3 separate regions of the Mus musculus genome follow, and regions 1 and 3 are each linked to region 2. A link is a contact called in public HiChIP or PLAC-seq data. All regions are on one chromosome and are shown on one strand. Each heading gives the region's core, a stretch centred on a gene start, on an enhancer-like site or on the middle of the called end of the contact. The rest is flanking DNA. Distances are from core to core; before and after follow the strand shown.

Evidence for each region. HiChIP or PLAC-seq counts read pairs in DNA pulled down with a chosen protein or histone mark.
Region 1: a contact with region 2 is called in an H3K27ac HiChIP or PLAC-seq map of heart atrium, with 7 read pairs. The contact joins two enhancer-like sites. A contact is called at or near these places in 5 of 484 Hi-C or Micro-C datasets (cerebellar granule neurons, cerebral cortex, liver and 2 more) and 1 of 115 datasets of contacts at active chromatin or transcription factors (heart atrium).
Region 3: an H3K27ac HiChIP or PLAC-seq map of heart atrium shows a contact between it and region 2, with 6 read pairs. The contact joins two enhancer-like sites. A contact is called at or near these places in 2 of 484 Hi-C or Micro-C datasets (cerebral cortex and nephron progenitors) and 1 of 115 datasets of contacts at active chromatin or transcription factors (heart atrium).

Annotation. Positions count from the first base shown.
Region 1 is chr12:82,752,263-82,755,992 of GRCm38.p6, reverse strand. The region is part of intron 2 of Rgs6 (regulator of G-protein signaling 6); the gene reads right to left. Among named protein-coding and RNA genes, the nearest start is that of Gm22149, 18 kb to the left of the region's middle. Within about 2 kb of position 1,307, at least 7 of the 459 cell types and tissues checked have an H3K27ac peak or open chromatin away from gene starts, as enhancers often do. A contact at or near this core is called in heart atrium, where this site is marked.
Region 2 is chr12:82,933,046-82,937,278 of GRCm38.p6, reverse strand. The region is part of intron 2 of Rgs6 (regulator of G-protein signaling 6); the gene reads right to left. It overlaps 1700085C21Rik (RIKEN cDNA 1700085C21 gene), which reads left to right. Exons shown (of 3, transcript NR_046045.1): 3 at 3,885-4,233. Among named protein-coding and RNA genes, the nearest start is that of 1700085C21Rik, 4.0 kb to the left of the region's middle. Within about 2 kb of position 1,553, at least 23 of the 459 cell types and tissues checked have an H3K27ac peak or open chromatin away from gene starts, as enhancers often do. A contact at or near this core is called in heart atrium, where this site is marked.
Region 3 is chr12:82,730,376-82,734,073 of GRCm38.p6, reverse strand. All of the region lies in intron 2 of Rgs6 (regulator of G-protein signaling 6), which reads right to left. Among named protein-coding and RNA genes, the nearest start is that of Gm22149, 40 kb to the left of the region's middle. Within about 2 kb of position 2,268, at least 7 of the 459 cell types and tissues checked have an H3K27ac peak or open chromatin away from gene starts, as enhancers often do. A contact at or near this core is called in heart atrium, where this site is marked.

The sequences.
Region 1 (3,730 bases), core at 58-2,557, 180 kb after region 2:
AGACGACTTCACCTCCACTAACATCCTTCAAGGCCAGGTCAACAAGCAAGTGTGTCAACGCAGATGGTGTCCTTGCGTTCCTTGCCTTTCCACGTCAGTGGCATACCACACAGAAACCCCAGCTGGATAGGAGGCAGCATGTATGTTCATATTTGATATCTGACAGACACTTCTCGTGTCTGATATATAGAAGGCTGGTGGTTAGCATTATGGACCCTTATCAACATGCACCCCCTTCATGCTTTGTTTGAAATCCTACTGTGTCAACTGAATTGCCAACTTTCTGAGCTTTCAGACGGGTGCAGCCGTGTGACATCACTGGGCATTTAGAAGAGAGAGAGCAACCTCTCTACTGGGGAGTTGTCTATGAGCCTTTCTTATCCTGATGGAGAGAGCTGTGGCCCACACAGTATGCACCTCCCTCTGGGAATATCAGCAGCCACAGCAGCCGTGAGGCAGTAACCTAAAACAGTGATGAGAATGGAAGAAAAAGGATATGTGAATAGATGACATACCAGGTGCTCTTAGCACCATAGAATCCCTTTCATACTACCTGCATCCAAACATATTTTTGCTTTAACAACTATTTCTACGTTGATAATTTACTAATGTCAAGGTTGGGCTGAAATGGCTCGGTCAGTGAAGCTCTTGGTCTCACACACATGAGGACCTGAGTTTGGAAACTCAGAACCAATGTGCAAAGCTGGTGGGACACACTTGTGACCTCAGTGACGGTGAGATAGGAGACAGGGATGGGCCATGGGGGCTCACTGGCCAACTCACCTTAGCCTACTTGGTGAAGCCCTGGACAGTGAGAGATCTTGTCTCAAAAATAGGGGGGGAAGATGCCTAATTATGACAGCTGAAGTTGTCTTCTGACTTCTACACACATACATGTACACACCACACACACACATGCACATAGACCCACACATGCACACACACATATACACACCTACACACACACACACACACACACACACACACACACACACACACCAGAAGCTCTTCTCATACTGTACTCAATCACAGCTGCTCAACAAGTTTTCTTCAGCTTGTACTATATAGTTCAGGCAGTAGATGAGGCTTCTCTCTGCTTCTTCATCTGCCCTTTGAGATAAGTAATATATTCCCACCTAGGGCCAGGCCCTTAAGAACCACTCAGCCAAGAGAAAAATCAGATGCTCAGACTGACCATCAAAAACACATCAGAGAAAAGATGAATGGCTGGGTGTTCAAAAGCACAGCCAGTGAGAAAAGTGCCTGAGTGACTGGAAGAGGCTGGCTCCTCTCCCTCGATTGCTAGGGACAGCAATCACATGGCAATAACTGGAAAACACTTGTAAGAACAACTGCTACGGCTGTCAAACGTCTCTGCCTCAAGCTGGCACATAGTCACCCACAAACCTCCACTTATTGTCCCTCCTGCTCTTCTGTGGTTATCAGAGTCCCATAATTAAGGCATAAAGAAAGTAAACAATGTCACAGCAAACGAGATGCCTTTAAAAGGAGAGTAGAGTTAAGGCAAGGCAAATGTTGCTAAAGATAGCGGCACAGCCACTTGGAAACACTGAGGTGTGTGTGTGTGTGTGTGTGTGTGTGTGTGTGTGTGTGTGTGTGTTGGCGATTAAAAAGACAATTGTGGGCTGAATATTTAGAGGGCTCTTGATGAATAATCAGGTAACTTGGAGAAGTCACTGTATGACCAAGCAAGCATACCAATATGTAGAGCTTTATATAAACTGTGGAAAAGCAAGATCTTTATAATGGAAAAGCCACAGTTGAGATGATTGACAACTTACAGACACTGTCTTTTCTACGAGCTCTGCCCTCTCAGTTACTTCCAAAGTGATGGGTTGTTATACAGAACAAGGTATAGGCAGACAGGCAGACAGGCAGACAGGCAGACAGGCAGGCAGGCAGGCATACACAGACAAACAGACAGACAGACACACACACATACAAACATGGAAAGTTAGTTAAGCTATTCCAGCGACTGTAGCAAGGGACAACATTGGGATGTGAGATTCCCAGTTAATGAGTGAAAAGAGAAATACTTGTTAAGCTAACAAGCCTGCCTGCAATGACCATGAAAATTATAGAAAGGACAGCATGCTGAGAAACAAGAGAGTGGACAGATGGGATGAAATCAGATTTAGAAATTCAAGTAAATAAACTGGAGCAACATAAATTTTAAAAATGGTATGTGGTAAACTAGCGAGCCGTGTCTACAGAATAATATTCTTATTTTCAAATGTGTGAGGTGACAGTACAGTTGCATTAAAGCATCGCTGACATAGTGGTTGTCTTTGGAGATAAATGGAGACACAATGAGAGAGACACGGAAGGCATCACCTATAGTGCTCTGCTTCTAAGGGCAACACCACCCCCTAACACACACACACACACACACACACACACACACACACTGTGCTGGAGAGTCTTATGTCAATTTTACACAGGAACTAGAGTTATCTGAAAGGAAGGAACCTCAATGGAGAAAATGCATTCATAAGATCGAGAGGGACAGCATTTTCTTAACTAGTGATTGATGGAGGAGGGCCCAAACCATTGTGGTGCCATCTCTGAACTGGTGGTCTTGGGTTCTATAAGAAAGCAGGCTGACAAGCCATGGGAAGCAAGCCAGTAAGCAGCACCCTTTAATGGCCTCTGCATCAGCTCCCTGTCCTGACTTCCTTCCATGATGAACAATGATACGGAAGTGTAAGCCAGATAAACTCTTTCCTTCCCAACTTGCTTTTTGGTCATGGTGTTCCATCACAGCAATTGAAACCCTAAGACACACACACACACACACACACACACACACACACACACACACACCATTCCTTGAAAAACAGAGACAGGAAGATGGCCACAAGTTCATCTTCCTGCTCTACATATATACTGAGTTCCAGGCCAGTCAGGGTTATCCAGAGGAATTCTGTCTCAAACATAAACCAAGAAATAATAGTCTGAGAAATGTCCACTGAGGTACCCAAGAAGCCATGGAGACACAATTATTACATGACATACTACATCACCCTGGATGGGACTCTGGAGTAGAAAAGGGACATCTAGTAAAAGCCAAGGAAGCGTGGGGAACACAGCTGTGGCTTGGACTTGATGATGTCTCAGTGTCAGCTCACAGTGTTTAAGAAATGTGCTGTGGGACTTTAAGATGCCAGTGGCCAGGGGCATTGTGGGAGCTCTTCCTCTTTCTACAACTGCTGCAACTTTCTGCAAATGGAAACCATTTTAATATATCCAGTTTCAGAAGTAGCAAAGCATCCAGGTATGCAGTTACAGTCAGGTGACTAGAGATAGCAACTGTGAAGTATATTATCTCAAAGCCAGCTCACATAAAGGGTTTTAAATATTCTCACCACAAAGAAATAATGAGCAGTTGAAAAAAAAAACAAACAAATGCTTAATATGCTTTAAATATCATACAACATATATACACATTTTGAAATAGTATGTTAATAACATTTTACTATTATTTTATCTACCTTTTTCATTGTATTATATATCTATTTCTTTATATAATAAATAGTTTTATATAATACTTACTATGCATTATTATTTTTATTTAAAAAATTATTATTTTTACATTTTAATGTATCCATTAAAAACTATAAACCCAGCTCTGGGGTGGCTAAGGCAGGAGGATTGCAAATGCAGGGGCAGCATGAACCACACACAATAAGACCCTGTCTCAGAAAACAAA
Region 2 (4,233 bases), core at 304-2,803:
AGAATTAGGTTCCTTGTAGCTGTAGCACTGAAGGCCGGCACCTCACCTTGCTGCTGTGAGTCCAGGACAGGATCACACAGGCTGTCCATACACTTTAACATGCAGGCTCCTCAACCTTCAGATAACCAGGTACGCAAACTAGTTCTCAATTGCTACTAACCAGGGAACGCGCTTGGCTTTTCAAGGGCCATATGATTAGGCCAGACCCATCCAAACAACATCCCTGGCCATAAATCTATGTCATGTAACATACCTAATCACAGAAGCAAAATTAATCACATCTGTGGAACCAGAGATCATGCATAGCATGAGTGTCCTTGGGGAACCCACCCCAGAGCCCCCGTAAAACGCCAAACAATTGATTTCATTTGGAGTGATAGCTTTTCTTTTCCTTTTCTATCTTCTTTTTGGGCAAACATATTTACGTTCTCATTTACTACTAGGCCACACACCGTGGCGTTGTCACAAGGCTAAATGTCTTCATTGTTTAAGTTTTCAATTGCTGGGTCATTTAGTTCCAAGCTTTATGATGTTTTCCTTAAATGGATTAAAACAACAACAAAGAAAAACAAAAACAAAAAAAACCCCATAGAACATTAAAATTGCAAGCATATCTTCCAAAGATAACCAACATACCGGACAAGTGCATACTTTTGTTAGTTATTATATGAAAGCTAATTCCATGTTTGATGAAGTAAGTTGCTGGAGTTGATAGCGTCGGGTGGCATTTGTTGGAGCCGGGGCGGTAGAACTTTACTCTGATAGATTAGGATAAGTTTTCTGTAGTTGGCCAGCCTGTAATGTGGCTAATCCCAAGGAGGAAAGCAGGGCGAGCTGCCTCTGCTAGCTTCCCACTGTTGCCTGAACACCTGATCACAAACTTAGTGACTGAAAGCAGAGCTGTTTACTGTTTTTTGCCAGAGCTGAGAAGTCTGGAGTGGCTGGAGAAGCTGAGTCCTCTCACGTTCCTAGGAGAGACTCAATGGCTTGGCTCTTGCAGCTCTAGGCTGCATGCGATCTTTAGCTTCTAGGCCCTACCTTATTGCAACCACATCTGCCATACAACTCCTTCGCTGGCTCTGAGCACCACCCTCTCCACTGCCTATGAATGACTCTGGGTCAGCTCATAGCATAGTTTAGGATAACATGCCATCTCTTTGAATACATAGAGTAACATAAGCTCTAGATATCTGAATGGTCAGGCACATGATTCCAGGGCTTTATGCTACCTATTGCATAAGCCTTGGGAGGTCTGAAGGAAGTTATGTGTTCTTGATTGTTCTGTGGCCTGTAAGTTCACTCTCAAAGGAACTGCAGTGGTGCCCTAGGGGATAGCTTACTCACCAAGGGCAGATATTAGACTTCCTTCTAATGCATTGTCCTATGGGTTCATATAGAGAAAACAAAAGCCATGTAGAGTCATATCTAAGGGATGACACAGGAAGAAAGGAATCTTTGCTCTGATCTCCAGGGACGATCTAGGCAGAGCCAATAGTATAGCCTTTACTCACAGTTATTAGCACTGCATTGTGATCGCAAGCCCAGCTATTAAGTGCATTTCTGAGTCATTCTACACAGTAAAGAGGGAAATAGATGTCCTCTTGCAGCAGGCACAGGTCTGTGTGCTTTTGCTTCAACTTCCATGAGTGCACGGCAGGGTCAAGGACATCCTTCTACACCCGCCTTCAGTGACAGCCTTTGAAAGTTGAGCCAACCCTGTGCAACTGCCATAAATGGTTTCGGATCAGCTCAGAGGCACTGTGCCATTTCCTAGAAGTCCTGTAGGCCCACTCTTGGTGACAAAGGTTACCTTGGGAGATTACAAGAAAGGCATTAGAAGCCATTGCATGGAACTAATGCTTTCTTAAGGCAGGAATGTTTATTGGCTGCTGGTGCCCATATTTCCTCTCATCTTTTATTACTTTCCATCTTAATAGGGCCTTTGCACCATTCCACAGTGCATGGATACAGGCAGCACAGTGGCTTTCATTTCCTGTGTCTACATACTACTTGCTAGACCCGCTGTCTACACTCACGCTGGGTTAGCTGTTGACCCAATTTAATGCCTGGCTGGAAAATTTCCTCTCTGTTGTGATTAAAAGGGAAGGAAGTAGGAAGAGAGAGATGATTCAGTGACATGTATATTATAATTCTTTGATGAAAGGAAGAAAGGGAGTAGTGATGGAGGCTGTCTAATGATCCATAGGCTTAGGATTTCACTGTAGGCTTGAGCTTCTGACCCACAATGCAGTTGTAGTTGTTGGAAGCCCAGAAGACTCATGCTCAATTATATGCAACCACATACATCTCTTGAGTCAATTTTTCTTAAAGCTATATTTTACCTCCCAAACCACTATTAAATATCATATTCAACCAAATACCCTGGCATCATTCTTTCGGATAACTTACCAATTTAGTGGGGAAAAGGCAGGCATACTAAGGTAGACAACACATTTGCCATCATTGGGGAAGGCTAGGTGGGCTGGACTCAGAAGTGAGCTAAAGGGGAAAGGTTGCAGATAGAATTGTGTGTCACATGGCATGCTGCACATTATTCCAGCACTTGGATGCAGGATACAACAGCAGTACATGTTCATAGGGCACCCTCTCTGGTGTTCAGTACATTTCCTGTAGGCTGTAACTGCAAGGGGCGTTAAGAATGTCTTGTCTATTACTATCATTTTATGCCCTGAGCTATTCAATAACAGCCAATCCATTCAGCAGTTTCTTCACAGATGGGGGAATGAAAGTCAGTGTATCTAGAATACCAGGCACGTGGACCTTCTGTGTGGTGCACTGTCCTGCTGGGCCAAATAATGGCGGCTGCACGTGGAATTAAGATCTCAGGTGGTTTTTTTTCAAAAGCCAGGTAACCTTGGTCTCCTCTGAGCCTCAGGTGCTTCTCTCCAGTGCTGACCATATTTATTACGTTAGGTGGTTTTAGAGACTGTGTGTGAGAGTATATGGTAGGGAGGATGATGTCTTTCTGTTCCTACCCCTGATCCAGTTGGCCTGACCCAGGAGTTTACTCAGTCAGGTCACATGGCAAGAGGAAATTAGGGTGGCTAATGACTTATAAGATGGAGACTGTCCTAGAGAATCCCCAGTTTAGCCCATTGATGTTATAGGAGTCCAAAAAAATGGGTGAAGAAAGTAGGGGGGAGGAAGGAGGCAAAGGTTATTGTGGGGCCATGTAAGAGGGACTTCACTTCCTGGGGTTGGCTTTGAAGAGGGAAGGGATAAAGAGCCAATGTAAGGTGCTAACTTCAAGATACTTGAAGAAACAGGAAACAGATTCCCCCTGGAGCCTTCAGAAGAGAACATCTTGATTTTAGCCACGTGACACCTGTGTCAGATTTTCTAACCTCTAGAACACAAAAGAGAACAGAGTTGTATAGTTATAAACCAGTACACTATCTCTCGGTGCTGAGGACAGAACTCTCATGTAGGCCACTGAGCTCTAGCCCCAGCCCAATAAAGCCACAAAGTGTGGCCATTTGCCACAGAAACCAGAGAAGACTGGTGTGGGCTGTGATGACTATGTCAGGTCAACTGCTGCAGTTGAAAACTCTGCCCCTTATCTAGAAGCTGTGATCTCATCCATTCATTGGCCCATGTTCTGCCAGGCTTTCGTTAGTGCAAAGTAAGGTGGTATGCTTAGGTATATAGCTCAATGAAAAAGCACTTGCCAGTATGTAAGGCTCTGGGTCTGACCCTTAGCTACACACCAAATAAACAAATGGATGAACAGCCGATATGGGGTTTTATTTGTTTGTTTGTTTATTTTGTAGCAGGGTAGCTTGGGGTTAGGGTTAGCTACATGGAAGGGAGGGAATCAGGGGCCATGATGATACACCCTAACATCTCTAATGACTTTTTCCCAGCTGCCCAACAACAAATGAAGATGTATTTTGGGGCCTGTTTGACAGACAGGGTTGGAAATGCTGCCACTTCATTGCTGCCATAGTGGAACAGCTTGTCACGGCGCATAATTTCTTCTTCTCTGAAAGCCTGGCCCAAGATCTGCACACTGCCCCCCCCCCCCAACTGCTTTTGTTTAAGACTCAACCATGGCCACCAAGCAAGCCAAAATGTATAGTCACTTTGAGTGTCTGCCCGAATGATAATTGTTGCGGTGTCCTCGGGTGACATCTGAAGTGCTGGACAGTTGACAAGAGACAGCGCAGTGGAGTCTCTGCCAGTTGTCCCGTCTCCCAGACTCTCACGTCGCTT
Region 3 (3,698 bases), core at 1,019-3,518, 200 kb after region 2:
CCCCTGATGACCAAAAGGATATTTGCCTGCTAATTGTCATTGCAGTTGTCTTGAAGGGCAGAAAAGGGACATTTAATCAGGTCCTCTTCGAGGACTGGTCACTTGGACAATGACTGAACCTCTTTCTACAGGTAACTTAAAAGCAACAGTCAAGGGCTAAGGGATTCTACGTCATCTGTCTTACAGCAGACAGCAGTGGAACAATCGGTCCACGGTTACTAAGAAGTACTTGTCCCCAGTAGTTTTGGGATAAAGCCCCAAGCTAAATGCTTAGACCTGTATCTACTTGCTAAAACATAATAATGCAGGGGAGGGGAAATTTTTGGGTGTTGGGGAGATGGCTCTGTCAGTAAAGTACTTGCCATGTAATTTGGAAGACCTGAGTTCAAGCCCTGGGAACTACATAATACGTCAGGCAGGAGAGCTGGCATCTATTAGCCCAGTGGGAGCTGGGGTGGGGGTTGGGGGCGGGGACAGTACCAGGAGGATCTCTGGGATTCCTAGCCACCCAGTCTAGCTGAACCACTAAATTTGGTGAATGAGAGACTGTCTCAAACTGTAAGGTGGAAAGACTGAAGAAACACACTTGACTTTTATCTCTGGTCTACACACATAGACACAAACACATACTGGCACACACACCTGCACATAAATGCACACACACATATGCATAGACACACAAAAGAAGAAAAGGGGAAATTTATATTCCTGACCCCATGTCTCCTCAAAAAAAAAAAAAAAAAAGAAAAGAAAAGAGAATAGAAAGTATAGGAAAAAATGGAAACACAAAAACATCCATGCTAGATGAGAAAGGTGTATTTTCAAGGTTTGCCAGCCCGATGTTTAATAAAAGTGGTAATTATCACATTTTAGTTTCAATTCAGATGGCTCTGCTTCCATCCAACATATGGTGATGATTAGGGAAAATTCCCCCTAAAAACACAAAGTATATGAAAGTACTAGGCAGCTTTTTAATGTGTGTGTGTGTGTGTGTGTGCGTGTGCATGTGCGTGTGTGTGTGTGTGTGCATAATTAACCTGATTATTACACTTGATCTGTCTAGTGATACCCAAGATATTATAAGTATAATAATATTTACTTATTACTTTAAGTATAGATCCATAGTTAAACATGTTTTACCACTTCCATAGCTTTGACGAGGAAAATTTTACATTTCTAAAGCAATTTTACGTATGATTTCATACATGTCTGTGATTTATTTTAATCATACCTGTACCTCCTCACTGCCCTGTTCCAACTTCTCCAACATCCCCCTGACGACACTTCTCCCTCAATTGTTTGATAACCCCAATTTTGGATTTTTAATAAGCCACTGTGTTGGGTTAATGCTTCATCTACGTGGATGCGTGTGAAGCCATCCAATGAAGCAGGTCCCAGATGACAATCTGGAGAAAGTAGCTGTCACCTGCCAATAGCTCCCAGCTAGTGGTGGGGCCTCATGAGCCATCTTTCTCTATTTACATCAAAGCAAGTTTTTTTATTTTGAATTTCTGATTGTTTTTAAGTGCTTGGGTATAGTGTATGCATGTTCATGTGCATGTATGCATGTGCATGTGTGTGTTTCTCTGTGTGTGTGCATGTGTGTGTTTCTGTGTATGTGCATCTCTGTGTGTGTGTTTATATGCACGTCTGTGTCTGTATCTGTGTGTCTGTGTGTCTGTTTGTCTATGCATGGATAGTTGGCTGGGGAGTTGAGAGGTCAGCACTGGGTTATCTTTCCCAATGGCTCCCAAACCTTATTTCTGGGACAGAATCTCTCACTGAAACTGATGTCATGGTTCTCGACTGGCTGGCCGGTAAGTCCCAGCAATCCCCCCACCTCTACCAGCACTGAAATGAGAGGCACAAGCCAAATGCGCAGTTTCTAATGTAGGTGAGTAGGATCTAAACCCATGTTTTCATTTCTAGTGCTTTATTAACAGAGCCGTCTCCCCAGCCTGAACTCACTCATCCTTCTCAAGAAAAAAATGTGTGACTAGTCAAGAGTGAAGAACTTTGCTATTGACTGACAACCAAATGGATGGCACCTAGTTAATGGTGGCTCACATGTGACTTGCCGGTAGCTTCCTTTACTGTGCCAACTCAGACCTTATCTCCTAGCTTTATCTCCTTTGATGAGGCTCAGTGGCGCCACAGCAATGACAGCCCTGAGATTCTGGCCTGCCAGTCACACTGCCACCATGCAGTGACACTCGGTGGGATCCAAGGCTTCCTGAGTGTTCAGCGCGGCTTCCTCACTCGTCTCCTTTTATGGTTGAAGACACAGAAATAGTTGACTCATTTGAATGACTTAACCGAGAATATCAGCATGAATATACTGGTACAAAAATGAGTTGAACTCATACTTGAAAAGTACATTTCCCCCAGCCACGCAGCAGCAAAAGCAAGTGATTTTAAAATGTCTCTTTTTGAAATTAAATTGGAGAAAAGCTGCCAAGTTCTCAATTCAAAGGTATTTCCAGCTCCCTCCCTCCAGGATCTCAACTCAAACAATACAACTTCTAAGGTCTCTACATCTTGATCACCTTTTCACGGACCACCTCTTTTATCTCAGCATCTCCTTCTTTCCCAGCCTGGCATATACTGCCACCCCAGAGTCTCCTTAGATTCCCCCATCTCTGCTTATCCCTACTTCCCATTATTCAGTTGGCAAAACTACTATCACGATCAGACCTGATCCTTCTTAGATTGCCTTCGGCCCCAGCTGTGAGGGAAAATAAACAACTACACTGCCGTGTTTGGTTTCAAAGATATAACACAAATCTCAAAGGGCTTTCGGCCCCACTAAGCAATCTGATCACTCTTTCTTGGCCAACTTCTGTTACTGCAGGGAAAGTACGTCACGCATCCACCCCTCCCTTGGATGCAGCTGTGGATGTTGACTTTCATTTCCTTCAAACACAGAAGCAAACAGGGGACAACCTCAGCATCTCTCCACAGACCTCAGCTGCTCACCTATGTGTGCTGCACAAATCTAGAACAGGCTGTGCTTGAGCTCCAGCTATCACTCAATAACTTATATCACATCTTTCTTGTGGCCTTAAGGAGGTCTCTTACCAATTCCTTTATTTTATTTTATTTTTTTTTTTACAAAATATTGCCCATCAATTTTCTAGTATATTAGAACAAACGCCATCTAAGAGAAGCTAGAATTTTGGGCTGCCTAGATGCTCAGTGGACAAAGGCACTTGCTGGTGACCTGAGTCTGAGTGAGGGGTTGAAAACACATGGTGAGAGGAGAGAACAAACCCCGATGTCCTCTGACATCCACATACTTGGGTCATGCATGTTCTCTCTCTCTCTCTCTCTCTCTCATGCACAAACACACGCACACACACATCAATAAATCAAAATAGTCTTTGAAGATTTAAAGAGATCTACCTTTTAAAACAATTTGGATTTTTTTTTTCTATCTTCACTCTTCTCCTTCCCACCTCCCACCCCATGAGACCAAATGTCTCACGAGCCATAGATTTGTCTCATCTTTTGTTCTTTGCTGAACCAAGTCCCATCAGATGTTCATACGCCCATCCACTGGTCCTTTTGTTGTTGGTGGCTCCATGGTCCCCACAGCCACATAGAAAGCATTCAGGTGTCATGTTCGGCCATCCACTCTGATGGTTATTCCACCCCCTTTCTTAGCTCTTCTCGTAGCTTTGGGACACTTCTCTTGTCTG